Regions from separate parts of the Sus scrofa genome. Here region 1 is linked to region 2. The links are chromatin contacts, called in public Hi-C maps. All regions are on one chromosome and are shown on one strand. Each heading gives the region's core, a stretch centred on a gene start, on an enhancer-like site or on the middle of the called end of the contact. The rest is flanking DNA. Distances are from core to core; before and after follow the strand shown. Region 1 holds the start of BICD2 (protein bicaudal D homolog 2). Region 2 holds the start of IPPK (inositol-pentakisphosphate 2-kinase).

Region 1 (3,022 bases), core at 154-2,653, 89 kb before region 2:
GATACATGCACCCCAATATTCATAGCAGCATTATTTACAATAGCCAAGTTACAGAAACCTAAATGTCCATTAACAGATAATAAAGATTATGTGGTGTATATATATAAAATGGAATTTTGCCATTTGCAACAACATGGATGAACCTAGTGTATCATACTAAATAAGTCAGACAAATAGTATATGTTATCACTTTTAATAGTAGATAAAGAGATAAAGAGAACAAACTAGTAGTTATCAGTGAGGAGAGGGAAAGGCGAGAGGGGCAAAATAAGAGTAAGGGATTAAGAGGTACAAATTATAAAATACTTAAGCTAAAAGGATATATTGTACAGCATAGGGAATATAATCAATATTTTATAATAACTATAAATGGAGCACAATCTTTAAAAATAGTGAATCATTGTGTTGTACACCTTACTCATGTATCATAAATCAAGAATACCTCAATAAAAATTTCAAGAGCTTGAGGAGTGACGGGATAGTTGCAAAATCTAAACTGCCTTCTCATAGGATAGTAATAACAAAGGAATACCCTTGCCTCCTGACAGGATTCTGCGAATTTAGCACCCTGATGCTCCTGCCAAAGTGCATAACCTAATCTAACCATGGGGATGCATCGGTGTGTACACTTATGGCTTGCATGCCTCAGAAAGATCAAGGTCAAAGAGACAAAGAGGGAGAAAGTCTCCCAGCCTGAGCGAGAGTAAGGACTTAACTAGAACCCATGCTACAAGGGTAGGGCAGGGACGCGACGCTGGCTGGCCACGCGTCTCTGATTCGAGGCCACTGCAGTGACCTGGATAATCCTAGGGCGCATGGAAATGCCTAATTCTTAGAAAACAAGCAGGAGGCGTTTCGTACTTATTTGAGGCGAAGGTGGGCTCTACTGCTAGCGGTTTGACCATATCTTCCACTAAATACGTCCTGGGCTAGGCTGGCCTCGCCTGTCTGAGCCACCGGATTACTGTCCTCACAGCCACCCCGCCCGCGGTGCCCCCGCCGCGCCGGGCGTTCCACTCACGGCGGTTAGCACCGTGCCCGGCTCCACCCACCCACCGCTCAGCGCAGTCCACGGCCACCCCGGCCACCCAGCGCACCGCCGACCCTAGCCTCGTAAGTACCGCTGGGGGCACCGGAAAAATATCAGTTTCCGGCCTTGCGACGGCAGCTGCGCAGGCCAATCGCGGGCGAGGGCTGGCGGTCGTAGGGTACGACGGGTCTTGTAGTCGGTGGGCGAGCGGGACTACGTACCCCACATTGCCCCGCGCGGCGGCTGCGGAGGCGACAGCATGGGACGGGGCGGCCCGGGACAGGGCGCAGGCCAATCACGGGCGGGAGAAGACTGCGCGTGAAGCACGTCGGGTCTTGTAGTTCCCGCGGGCGGGACTGTGGTCCCCACAGTGCCCCGCGCGACAGCGAGCTTACTGCGGCTGCGTGGTGGTGGCGGCGGCGGCGGCAGCGGCGGTGGCCCGGGCGCCGTCGGGCTGGGTGGCGGCGGCGGCGGTTCCAGGGGCGGCGGGCGGGAGCCGGGCTTGAGCCTCGGAGGGAGTGGCACGACCCCGGCCGTGGCCACCATGTCCGCGTCGTCCGAAGAGGAGGAGTACGCGCGGCTCGTGATGGAGGCGCAGCCGGAGTGGCTGCGCGCAGAGGTGAAGCGGCTGTCGCACGAGCTGGCCGAAACCACGCGTGAGAAGATCCAGGCGGCCGAGTACGGGCTGGCAGTGCTTGAGGAGAAGCATCAGCTAAAACTACAGTTTGAGGAGCTTGAGGTGGACTATGAGGCTATCCGCAGCGAGATGGAGCAGCTCAAGGAGGTAAGGAAGGGCGGCCGCCGCCACGCCCTCCGCGCCCCCACCCCGGCCAATCCCCACACCCGACCCGGACTCCTCACCCCCGGGTCAGACAGACGTCAGCGCCGACCCCAGAGCTGTCCTCCGACCCAGGCCAAACTGACCTCGACCCCGGGACAGGCGGACCCCCGAACCGACCTCATATCCCAGGCCTTTCAGGCCAGCACTGGGGCGCCCTGGGTCGGAGGCTGCGCTGCTGTGGGGGGCGGGCCCCAGATGTGGTGGGCAGTGCGCGCTGTAGAAATTCTGGTCTCTGTGGCAAGGGCTGCTGTGGGGCCGTGTGGCCAGCCTGTCTACAGGCTCCTGATGCCAGGTCTTGGGCACGGTGGGGTGGCGTCCTTTGCGGTATTTGGCTTTCTGGGTGGGGGCATGGGATGGACACAGGTGACCGCCTGGGGAAGGACAGGCACATTACTTCTTTCATCTGGACTCAGCCGCCTTCAGCGGTCTCACAGTCTTCCGTGAACGCTGTGAGGCCATACCAGGGCCAAGTCGGGGGCTTGCTTTGCATGTGGCCACTGCCTGGACTACCCCACTGTCCCTCCCCGTGCTCAGCTCTCTCTGACCTCCCCACTAGTTACTTCTCTGGGATACAGTGCTTCCTTTGTCCACTTCCTGTCCTGGCTGCCTTCTCAGGCCCTTCCTTGCAATTGGGTGACAGGTCTGTGGATGCTTGTCATTGATAGAGCCTTGTGTCTCCTGTGCGATATACACTTGGGAGATCTGCAAGGTGGATCCCAAGGTGGCCAGAGAATCTTGCAGCCAGAGAGCTAGGCAGCCTTCCCACAAAGTAATTCTCATGGGTGATTTAAACATCCTTTTCTCTCCCAGTCCTCCCTGACTCCCCAGCCTTGTTGTGGAGGTGGGGAGGAAGAAGTTGCTTTCTGAGTGAAACACCTAGGTTTGGACCGAAACCTTTTCCCTTCCTGGAGGTGTGGCTGTGAGCAGGGGCCTTAGTGTCTTGCTCTGTAGCATCCCACCCAGAAGGGGTTGGTCTGAGGGATATTTGAAAAGTCCGGGCAAGGTGTCAGGCATCTAGCCTGTCAGTTTCTGTGAGAGCCTGCCCCTGCCCCACTTGACAATTCCCTTTTCCAGAGGGACCCTTGGCCCCTTGGCCTCAGGATCCACCATGCTTGCTGCTTCCCTAGCTGCCCACTTCCCAGCACCCCACT
Region 2 (3,151 bases), core at 581-3,080:
CTAGCCTGGGAACTTCCATGTGCCAAGGGTATGGTCCTAAAAAAATAAAAGGCAAGCAAATTAGTTTTGTGTAGACACATGCCTGGAAGTGGGATTGTTGGATCATATCACAACTCTATTACTATTATTATTTATTATGGAAGTTCCCAGTAGAATCGGAGCTACAACTGCCAGCCTAAGCCACAGCCACAGCAAAACAGGATCTGAGCCACATCTGCATCACAGCTCATGGCAATGCCGGATCCTTGACCCACTGAGTGGGGCCAGGGATTGAACCCACGTCCTCATGGATACTAGTTGGGTTCATTACCGCTGAGCCACAGTAGGAACTCTGGGGTCCTCAGTCATTTTTAAAGAGTATAAAATGGTCTTAAGAGGGAGCCTGAGAACCACTAATCTAATTTAATCCTCATTGTAGCTCTATGAGGTGGTATCATTAGTCCTACTTCAAAAGTGAATAAAGACTCGGAGAAGGGCAGAGACCTGCCCTTTGCTTCACTGACATTAAGTGCAAAGGCAGAATTAAAATGTCACGCTTAAGGTGCGTCACTCAAGAGTCAATGAAAACTATTCCTCCAGTAGGCAGATAGGCTAGGGGGGTCCCTAGAAAAAAAAAAAACAGGCATGGTTTTCTTAGCATAAGAGAAGCCACTTTTGGCCAAGGGCTGCACCTGTGGCATATGGAGGTTCTTAGGCTAGGGGTCCAGTCGGAGCTATAGCTGCCAGCTTACATCACAGCTACAGCAACACCAAATCTGAGCTGCATCTGCCACCTACACCACAGCTCACAGCAACGCTGGATTCCCAATCCACTGAGTGAGGCCAAGGATCGAACCTGCATCCTCATGGATACTAGTCAGATTCTTTTCCACTGAGCCATGATCGGAACTCCCAGTGATAATGATCTTAAGGGGACAAAAAAACAAATTGGTATCAGGCAAGAGAAATAACAACAGCAAGAATAAATTGGCTGCAGCAAAGATATATCAATTATAAAGACTCCCAGTTCTGTTTAGGACTTGAATCAACTAAAGCTTGGGCTCTGTGACTGCCCAAGCCCCTTCATGACTATGCATCTACCCTTATTTTAAAACTTCCTCATTTTTGCTTTATGGGGAGACACTGCTTTGGGAAAGATCCCTGATGTTCGCCTTAGTTGCTGCAAGTAATAAATCCTCCCTTCTCCCACTATGGCTTTGTTGTGTCTTTTGGCTTGACACCCACCAAAAGGTGAACCCAGTTTTTCATGCAACGTTTCAGCAAAAGCACCACTTAGGAGTCCACTTGCCTCTTTGAGCCATACTTCCTCATTTGTAAGGTGTGGATGACGGTGTTTCCACCTCCTGGGACCACTGGGATGTTTCTGCATTCGGTAAGAAGCAAACGGTGGTATTAACGCCACAAGTGAGAAACGTACCCCATTCTACAAAAAAGAAGGCTGAGACGCCAAGTACCTTGGTGAAGCCCCATGGCTGAGCAGTCTCCAGCCGTAGCGACCACCCACCCTGGCCCGCTCCCGGCATCCTTCCCAGCACCCGGCCTGCCTGAATGCCAACCCCGCCCCCCCTCCCCACTGGGACCCCTGGTTCCCAGCTCTCGGGGACCGCTACACCCACCCCAGCCCGCTTATATCCCTGTTCCACGCCGAGCCTGTCCCAGGCTCTTCCGCTTGCATCACTTCCGGCGCCATCCGGAAACCTCCCTTCCGGTTCCGCGCTCCGGAAGTGGGTCACTGTACCAGAACCTAAGATGGCCGCCAGCCCATCTGCCACACTTGTCACTAGAGAAGAAGCTGACGCGAACCCGGAAGTTGCCCGGCTTAGTCATGGAGCTGCCGGGGGCGTGGCTTCCGGCGGCCCGCGCCTGCGAGTCGGGGCAGCTGGGTCTAGCGAAGGCGGCGGCTGACAGGCGTTCTTCCCGGGACTGTGGCGGCTGGTGCCCAGGCGAACCAGCGGCCCCCAGCTCGCGGCCCCGCGAGGCTCCAGGGCCGCACCGGGGAATGGACGAGGGGAAGATGGACGAGAATGAATGGAGGTACCACGGTGAAGGCAACAAGAGCCTAGTGGTGGCCCATGAGCAGGTGAGGAATGGACTGTTGGCGCGGTTTGAGGTCCTCACCCTGTCCCCGGTGGGTTCCCTGTCCCCAGGCACCCTCTCCGCTTAAGTCGGTTCCCCATCCCCCCCGGCGCCCACTGCCTCCGGGTCAGTTTCCCAGTAGCCCTCTCTCTGTCGGTTGCTCGTCCTCCCGGTGTCATCGCCCCCGGGTTAGTTCCGCGTCTCCCCAGCATCACCCTCCGTTGGGTCGGTTCCTGGTCCCCCTTGTGTCACCCCCTTCTCCCCGGGTCGGTTTCGTGTCTCCCCAGCTCTCTCCTCCCTCTAGGTGGGCGCCATGTCTCCCCAACACTCCCCTGCCTCCACATCGGTTTTCCCTTCCCCCAGTCACCTCCGCCCCAGGTCTGTTTGGTGTCCCTCTAAAGTCCCCGACCCCGGGCTCACATGGTGCTGCCTCCAGTTGCCCAGTTGGGATGAGGCCGCCCGGGCTAGCTGTAGGCAGGATGGAGAATACGGGCAAGCTCAGGAGGAAGAAACCGAAGTGCTTGGGTGCTGTTACCTCCCAACATCTAAGTTCAGCCTCTCAGACGCAGGGAATTGCTGATGTCCCGCTGCTGTTGCTAATATTAGTGGAGCATTGTCCACAGGTTCTTCTCCAGAATAATTTAGAATTTATAGAATTTCTTTTGTAATTCAGTGAGGATGAGAGTTTTGGAGTGTGCAGTAAGAACTCCCATTGAGGTGAATCCAGGAAAAGAAGCTTGTGGATTTGTGTGAAGGATCAGATTCTTTAACATCTTGCTGTCTGATACAACCAGGCAGGAATGTGGTGGGCTGGGGGAGGAGCATAGGTGTCACTGAGGGCTTAAGAGCGTGAGAGTTGCAGTCACATAGAGCTGGGCAGAATCCCAGTTCTACCACTGCCTGGCTTAGGCTCAGTTTCTGCATTAGCAAAGTGGAACTAGTAACAGAATCCCTTTTGCAAAATTGCCAGAAAGATGAGGAGCTGGACAAGTTATGCAGGAGATAACTATCATCCCCCTTGGACTCAGCCATTGAGAGCACTGCTCCATCCATCTAGCATTTCCTGTGGGGTGGT

Evidence for each region. Hi-C and Micro-C count contacts between places; a contact is called where the count stands out from the background.
Region 1: a Hi-C map of liver shows a contact between it and region 2, with 2.6 times the contacts expected there. The contact joins the promoter of BICD2 here to the promoter of IPPK in region 2. A contact is called at or near these places in 2 of 47 Hi-C or Micro-C datasets (heart right ventricle and liver) and 1 of 2 datasets of contacts at active chromatin or transcription factors (alveolar macrophages).

The regions. Positions count from the first base shown.
Region 1 is chr3:42,455,202-42,458,223 of Sscrofa11.1, reverse strand. It overlaps BICD2 (protein bicaudal D homolog 2), which reads left to right and starts at 1,403. Exons shown (of 7, transcript XM_021088132.1): 1 at 1,403-1,814. The coding sequence starts at 1,575. It overlaps FGD3 (FYVE, RhoGEF and PH domain-containing protein 3), which reads right to left and starts at 1,152. Exons shown (of 21, transcript XM_021088137.1): 1 at 1-1,152.
Region 2 is chr3:42,366,841-42,369,991 of Sscrofa11.1, reverse strand. IPPK (inositol-pentakisphosphate 2-kinase) reads left to right here and starts at 1,830. Exons shown (of 13, transcript XR_002342483.1): 1 at 1,830-2,080.